Linked DNA regions of Mus musculus: region 1 is linked to region 2. A link is a contact called in public HiChIP or PLAC-seq data. All regions are on one chromosome and are shown on one strand. Each heading gives the region's core, a stretch centred on a gene start, on an enhancer-like site or on the middle of the called end of the contact. The rest is flanking DNA. Distances are from core to core; before and after follow the strand shown. Region 1 overlaps Exoc2 (exocyst complex component 2). Region 2 has its middle 15 kb from the start of 4930519D14Rik.

The links. HiChIP or PLAC-seq counts read pairs in DNA pulled down with a chosen protein or histone mark.
Region 1: a BATF HiChIP or PLAC-seq map of CD8 T cells shows a contact between it and region 2, with 27 read pairs. The contact joins two enhancer-like sites. A contact is called at or near these places in 2 of 484 Hi-C or Micro-C datasets (forebrain and nephron progenitors) and 8 of 115 datasets of contacts at active chromatin or transcription factors (the 230-238 cell line, CD8 T cells, Th17 cells and 5 more).

Annotation. Positions count from the first base shown.
Region 1 is chr13:30,832,883-30,836,932 of GRCm38.p6, forward strand. All of the region lies in intron 23 of Exoc2 (exocyst complex component 2), which reads right to left. Among named protein-coding and RNA genes, the nearest start is that of Irf4, 86 kb to the left of the region's middle. Within about 2 kb of position 1,674, at least 87 of the 459 cell types and tissues checked have an H3K27ac peak or open chromatin away from gene starts, as enhancers often do. A contact at or near this core is called in CD8 T cells and Th17 cells, where this site is marked.
Region 2 is chr13:30,628,337-30,632,161 of GRCm38.p6, forward strand. No RefSeq gene overlaps it. Among named protein-coding and RNA genes, the nearest start is that of 4930519D14Rik, 15 kb to the left of the region's middle. Within about 2 kb of position 1,690, at least 28 of the 459 cell types and tissues checked have an H3K27ac peak or open chromatin away from gene starts, as enhancers often do. A contact at or near this core is called in CD8 T cells and Th17 cells, where this site is marked.

The sequences.
Region 1 (4,050 bases), core at 424-2,923, 200 kb after region 2:
GAGGCCAGGGCCCACAACAGGGCCACTGCTGGAGATGCACATTCTGTCGGCTTAGTGGAATATGCTCACCACTACAGTGATGTGACAGTCTTTGTGCCTGAAACGTCACTGCTGCCTCTCTCATGGATGTCTCCTTCTCCATTAACCTTGAAGCTGCTTGCTTTCTCTCCCCGCAAACCCCTACCATTCTGTCTTTTCCAGAAATGTCATAGGTTTGAGCTCATATAGTACACATGTAGATGTACTTTGTAGACCTGCTGGTCCAGAATTTGCAATAATCCCCCTCCTCGCATCCCGAGTGCTGGGACTACAGGGATGTATCACCTAGCTCATTTTATTTTAATAGGATAACCTAGAGGTGGAACTGCTGCGTTGGAGGGTTTTCAGTCTTGGTAGATTCTGCCAAGCTGTCATTCAAAAGGCCACAGGAAACAGAGGTCTTGCTTCTCCATGCATTTTAACCATGGGTTGCCTGGTGCTACAACATGTCCCAACTCAACAGTTCATTGAAAACTTTTAAACAGCAATTTGACAAAACTTTTCATTGAAAAAAAAATCAAGTAGCATTTTAAGCAAAATGTAAAGGTGGACGAAGCCAAGCCTTTCACTCCTCTGCCTGTCTGGAGTCTCAAAAGGAGTTACAGAAAGCATGCCGTACCATGTGAAGCCATACCAAGAATGCAGACCTTCCTTCCCGTGAACCACTTCCTGGCACAACAGACATTGCTTCTCTATGGACAAACTCAAAGTTCTCTGCTAGTGTTGTTTTGAAACCCGGCACTCCCCGGTAGGTAATACTTCAAGAAATTGGAAAGTCTGGAGACAACCTACTTCGTACACCACATTTCCTGTTTTTAACCCCTGTGCCCTAAATCAGTTAGCACTCCTAGTCTACTGACAAAAATAGATCGAAAAATACTATAAATATCCCACAATGTACTTTTTAAAATTGTCAAACTGAAACATTACATGAAAGAAGCCTGGGCTGTTTTTTTTTTTTTTTTTTCTTTTTAAGTAAACTATCTATTCAACTATACTCTAAAGACACATACTGCCTGTTTTTTTTTTTTTTTTTTAAAGATAGTCAGAAACTTTATCAGTATTGGCATAACAGACAAAGAAGCCTAAATATCACATAATACAATTAGCTTTTGTTGTAATGGAGAAAGCAAATTTCTGTTGGAAGTACAGGTCTCCCTGTTTTGGTGTACATTCCCATACTGACTTGTATCCTCAGGGGCAAGGTGGCCCTACTGTGAGTGTGTGAATAATAACTTCTGCCTCTATAGTGCTGTTTTCTATACCAGGACTTTTCCTGTATCAAAATGTGGTCCTACTGATCACTATGGTGGATTTCATAGGAAAACTCTACTCTTTAGAAAACAAAGTATTACCAGCAATGAAAATACTAATGAGTTCATGGTTTACTTTTATATACATATAAATAAAATTCAGTGGAACTTAGTATCAATAAACTGCCTTATTATTAAAAGCTGTTTAGAAAAACAGCTTTCAAGACTTAGAAATAGGCAAGGGGGACGCAAGTCCCCAGCCTCTCCTCAGCAGTTTACGTGATGTGTTACAGGAACCATGGATCACATCAACAGCGCATGTCACAGAACAGTCTGCAGCATTAGCGCACGAGTCAGCCAGTTCCTCATAACCCTGACATCCTGAACTTCAGCCTTCAAAGGAGACAGAATTAACACGAACTGACACATTAAAACTACTCTGTCTCAACTAACTACACACACACACAACATTAACACACCAACACACACACACACTCACACACACCCCTCTCTCATCCCCTCATCAAGCCTTTCATTAGAAAGCAGTCTTAACTGGAAAAGTGAAAGTAACAACAAAAAAGATTCACTCTCTCCATGCAAATGAGAGTTTTTATTCACACTGTAAACTACCACTCTGAACATAATATTGCATAAATAGGAACTGTTCAATTTTCAAAATCTCAAGGAGGCCAGTTTAAAGAAAATATTATTTCAGTAAGATTGTAAGATTGAAACCTGACGCTTGGGCTGGAAGCACTGCTGGGTAGCAGGCTACTGAGCTGTGGACTCTGGAAAACACGTCAGCTGTGAGGAGCATGCCCATGTGAGGAGCATGCCCATGTGAGGAGCATGCCCATGTGAGGAGCATGCCCATGTGAGGAGCCCGCCCATGTGAGGAGCCCGCCCATGTGAGGAGCCCGCCCATGTGAGGAGCCCACCCATGTGAGGAGCCCACCCATGTGAGGAGCCCGCCCATGTGAGGAGCCCGCCCATGGCCTGGCACCCGTGTGCAGAAGGTGCAGAGCTGCTCTCGGGCTTATGAGAGCAGTGAGCTGTAGTGAGGTGCCCCAGCACTGGAACCAACTGTGGGGCAGAGAAAGAACTGGGTGTGAGCCTCATCCTCAACATCCAGCTCCATAGACTAATCTTTCATATGAAGGAGTGGCCCACTGTTGTAACTTTAGTCATTAAATCAAAGGATCAATCTAGATATTAAAAAGTTTGGTCATGTGAAAACTAGAAGTCAACAGTTGTGAATTAGTCAAGCCCCATTTCCACAGTAAGAATCCAGGTACAAGTGTCTGTCTCTAGAGTCCTATGTTTTTGCACAAGCCACTAATCTGCTGAGAGTATTAAAGACACAAAGTGCTGCTTCTGCACTGGTGGATCCAATGGCAGAAGACAGAGGTTACGTAGAAAGGGCAGGGTGGTGGATCTGAGTGAGCCTCTGGCTCCCCAGGGGCTGTCTACCTGCCTGAGCCTTTATTTGTAGAGCTTCGATAACAGCTTTCGGAGATGGTTCTGAGGACAAGACACACAATCCAAGGGGAGCAAGAGGATAGAGGAGGGCTCAGCTCCTCATTTCATACACGGGATTCTGTTTCTGACTCTTTACGATGCAATCTTCCTTCACACATGTGGATTCAAGTGGCTATTTCACTCCAGCCCCTGAGCTGCTCTTTGTCCTCACAAGAAGCTTGCTTTCCCGGTGCTCTGCTAGATATATCCTCTCTGCTAGATATATCCTCTCTGCTAGATATATCCTCTCTGCTAGATATATCCTCTCTGCTAGATATATCCTCTCTGCTAGATATATCCTCTCTGCTAGATATATCCTCTCTGCTAGATATATCCTCTCTGCTAGATATATCCTCTCTGCTAGATATATCCTGAGTGATCTGCAATAGCTCAATGCAGGTTTTTAATGCCAAAGAAATGCAATGCCTTCACTCTCCCTGATAGCTCTGCCAAAGGAAGGACTTGTTCATGGCTCCCCACGGTGATTAAAACATCATATTTGCTGTCAGGAGGTACAACCTAAAAGTCTATAGGATTGTTCAAATCAAAGGTATACAAATTTTAACCCTCTCAATACAAGTATATTTACACCTAAAGTTATAACATGATCTAAATGCAGAAACGCCTATTTTATAAAACGTGTCAAATGGTATATTTGCAGTGCTAACTGGGTCTGAATATTGTGGTGGCTGTGGTCTAGATTCAGAAAGCTCCACTGTAACATACATTTCCACGGTCAAAGATATAGGAAAAAACAGCAGAACCCTCTCCCAGGAGTGAACAGGAATTCAGTCAACAGCAACACAATAGATGGTTTCATACTTGCAGAGTATGAGAAGTGTGCTGGAGTTAATATTTAAATAAGCTGAAGGTCTAGGACTAAGTCCACTTTATTTTGCTGCCTTAGATTTACTGACTTTCATAACTGAGAAACTGTCATACTAAGAAATAAATGCAGGTGTATTTGAAAGAGGTATCTTTACTTCTCACTAAAAATCTATCACTGTCAAGATCTTTCAAAGGAGTTTTTCTAGTCTTAAAATAAAGTATAACTACTACATAATGAACTATATAATCCCTTTGTATACCATTTGATGTTTCACATGTTCACATGCATACAAACATGTAGTTCCACATGCACTGGCAGGATAAGGATGGGAAGTAGGGTTTCCAGTAGACTGTAGCAGCCCTTGCCTAACTATAAGGGCATACAGACACGTTGACCTCTAGCATGTGGTCA
Region 2 (3,825 bases), core at 440-2,939:
TTTTTTTGAATAGAAAGTTGATTGGCTGGTTGACCTTAAGTCCCTCCCAGCTGCTGACGTGTCTCTCAGCCACTGCATTTGAGTGAATGCTTTTGCTCATGGGTTTTGTATTGACTCATTTTACATTTATCTACATGGCTAGCAAAGTCACAGAGCAATCCCATTTCAATTGTTTAAAAAAAAAAAAAAAGCCCATTGGTATTTCTGTGGGTTGCCTTGGTTACTTCACATTGGGAGCTTCCATGTGAACAGCGTCTGTCTGGCAGAGCCCAGCTGGAGGCAGCACCATGAGTTGTCCTGAGTGACAGCTAAATTAAGAACGTTTCCAAAGGAAGGAGTGGCTGAGTGAGGACACCCTGGTTCTGGGAGGCTGTGGGCGCTAGTTATGAGGCAGCAGGTACCCCAGGGTGAGTTCAGTTCAGATTACAGACATTCAGGGGATTTTCAGTTCTGCTGAGAATTAGCTGTGTGACCTTGTGGATAGTTTTACCTCTCTGGGCCTCAAGTTCCTCTTCTGGGGAATAAATACTCAAAAGCTATTTCTAAAGGTCCTTCTAGATGAGGAACCTAGGAAGAGAGCGGGGAGGGGGAGGACTTTTTCAAGGTCCCATTGTTCCTCCTTTACCAACTTGGTCGCAGGGTCAACATCAATTCCATAGAGCACCTCCCTGTGTCAAGGACACAGGGAACTCGTTGTCCAACCACACTAAGAAATACCTCCGTGTGCTTTTCCATCCCACTTACTTGTCTGTGCATGGGCAAGGATATGTTTTGATTATGAACACCGAAGGCTCGTACTGGAGCCAACTTTGGCCAAGGTGAGGGCTTGAGACATGGGACCAGCAAGGAGCTCGTAAGTCATCAGCAACAGTACCACTGGGACTCAGCAGTTACGCCTCTCAGCTGGAGTGTGGAGCAAAAACCACTCTCACCCATCTCACGGGCCCAGGGAGAATGTGGTCCTGGACTATATCCCCAGTGCTGAGGAGAAGGGGAGGACCTTACCCCAGCTGCCTCATTTCTCCTTGCCAGCATCTTCATTCTCTACTTCTGCTCAATTTGCTACTTGATTGAAAATAGCTCTGACCAAAACGTTTTCTATGGGATGAGACCCACCTCTCACTCCTTCATCTGAATCCCTAAGAAGCATAAATGCCAATCTTGTACCAAGACCCTCTACCTTATTCCCACTCCACTTTATGAGACCAAACTCAAGCGGAGGTTGAGGTGGCCCTTAGTGCATCCACTTACAAGAGTAGGATGGGAGAAACTCTTGCCTAAGGAAGATCTGGCCTCTAACTCGATCAGGGTCGATGATTGGTTGGGTTATGCCAATCTCTGAGCCCTGGAGGAGTCGTCACATGTGTTCTGAGTGAACACGTTAAGGAAGATAACCAACTAAAAGTGAAATTACTGGGAAAGATAGGCTCACCAAGTGAACCCTACTTCGGGACTTTAAAAAAGAAACTAAAAAGATATTAACTACACAACATAAGCCACCCAGCTTTTGAAAAGAGGTTCCTAGAAGGCAGTGAAACCAGGCAGTAAACATCGAAGCCAGCAGCGTATTAGCAGTTTGCATTAGAAGGCATGCTGCCGCTGTGCGCCTGCATTTCTGCACCAGGAGAGGACCAGCAGGAACCCACAATGCTATGACATTGGTTTTGAATTTTCAGTGACTTGGGCGGGGGTGGAGGGGCGGTTCTTACAGACCCACATCACTTTAAAAGTTCTGACATCAGTAAGGCATGCACAGAGCCTAGAAAAAGGATGCTTTTCGGTTTGCTTCCCCGTGGTTACAACCTTAAAGTTTAAAGAAAGTATCTCATGGAAAATGGTGGCTGTCAGCCCTTCCTCATTTTACAAGAGGCTCAACAACTCTCAGACAACTGGAGGTTGGTGGACCCCCCACTTCCTGTTCTGGGAAATATCAATCTTCAGTTGTCACTAATGTTACATGTATACAGTGACTAAAGGCACACGTTCTTTCAGAGCTTAGCATCAGACCCAAACCAAGATTGTATTAGGACCATTGGTGGGATAGGTACCCAGGTGCTGATTCTGACACGATCTGTACTGAGGCTTGGTGTTTACACAGCAGATTAACTGTTGGTCTTATCAGCATTGCTCTGTGGTGGTGATATTTTGACCTGATTTATGCTTAGTAGCTGTTACTGCCCCCTGCATTTTGCTAATGTGTGCTATGTTGAAACTGCCATGTATAGTCTGAGTCTCTCTGGCTCCTCCGCAGATGCCTGATTGGAATGACAGACAGACCAGACAGACGGACATTTGTGTGGACAGCCATGCAGACAGCATGAGAAGGCAGTGGGAGGAGAGCCATGACATTCTATATTAAATTATTCATACTGAACATATATTTATAGAAATATTTGTATCATGTTCATATAAATGCATCATATTTAGTGTCTAATTATATTTAATATCATAAAACACAAACTCTGACAGATGAACATTTTTTCCCAGATTCCATTTTGTTCATGTCCTATGGTTCTTTCTAAAAGAAAGAAGTCTTTGATATTGTCTTCTTTAAAAATTAAGGTAATCAGAATTTTTAAAATCTAAAGTGGATAATTCCATAAAATGTATATGACTGACCCCCAAAATTGTAAAATCTAACGTGGAGTTCCAAAGCATCCATTTTGAATGCATATCCTAAGTGTGCAGAGCAGCTCAGTGAGTTGCATAGACCCTGGAGTCTCTAATTCTGCTGTGTGAGGTTTTTACTTGTCTGAAAGTATTTTAATGATAAAGTATTTTGATATTTATAATAAAATGATAAGTATTTTGATGATAACTATTTTAATGATAAAGTATTTTAATGATAAATTTACTTTAAATTTTAAATAAATAAAATGCCTTCTGGATAAAAGTTTTGGGAAAAATTTCAGGACTGTAGCATGCCTATTAGTAAAGTCAATGCATTATTTTTCTCTAAAGTACTGATTGTGTTATAGAAAAAAGTCACGCTTTCTGAAACAGTTTCCTTTTAAAAATTAACTCGATCTTCCTCTGACTGCTCTTGGTTGACTAATCATAAGAAATCTCCCCATGATGAGATAGTTCCAATTCTGATTTTATCATTGTGAGGAAAAGGAAACTTCCATTTTTTTCCCTTAAGAGGGTGTGTCAGTGCTTTTATACAGACAGCCTTTCTCTGAAAGAATACATTTCCTGAGACATAGAATTGTTTAAGCTTAGATAATTAGTTATTCTGATGTTTAAAATGCAAAGCTATTTGTAAAACTCAAGTAAACAAGATTTAAAGGTTATTCTCACAAGCTAAATCCTAGCAACAACAACAAAAAAAAATGGAAGAGAACTAAGTATTGTTGCCATAAGATGATTGTTTTAAAAGAAATACATCCATGGGTTTAGAGAATAGTTCTGGGATGGACCTCTAAGAGTTTCTTTGTGTGTATATAAGGTATGAACACGTCCTTTAAAAATTGCCAAAAAAAAAAAAAAACAAAACAGTGCCCTGCTAGTTGGTCAGTAGTGTGTGTGTTGAGTGTACACACAAGAAGTTTTTAACCCAAGCACTGTGTGCTTCCCTGCAGGTGACTTAGGCTTTAACTGAAAAAGAGTGTAGAAGCAAGAGGCATAGAGTTTTGATCTCCTGGCTTCCCATCAACCTCTTGTGCCTGCTCTTGTTCCTGGCTCTGAACTCTCCAGACACTCAGCTCTGCTTTTTAAGAAGTTTCCTGAGGATAGCTGGCATGTCTCCACATGTGTTTTTGTCCACTCCTGGCATTCTCTTCCACAGGAAAGAGAATGTGTGTTAGTGGACCTGGCAGGTGTCCT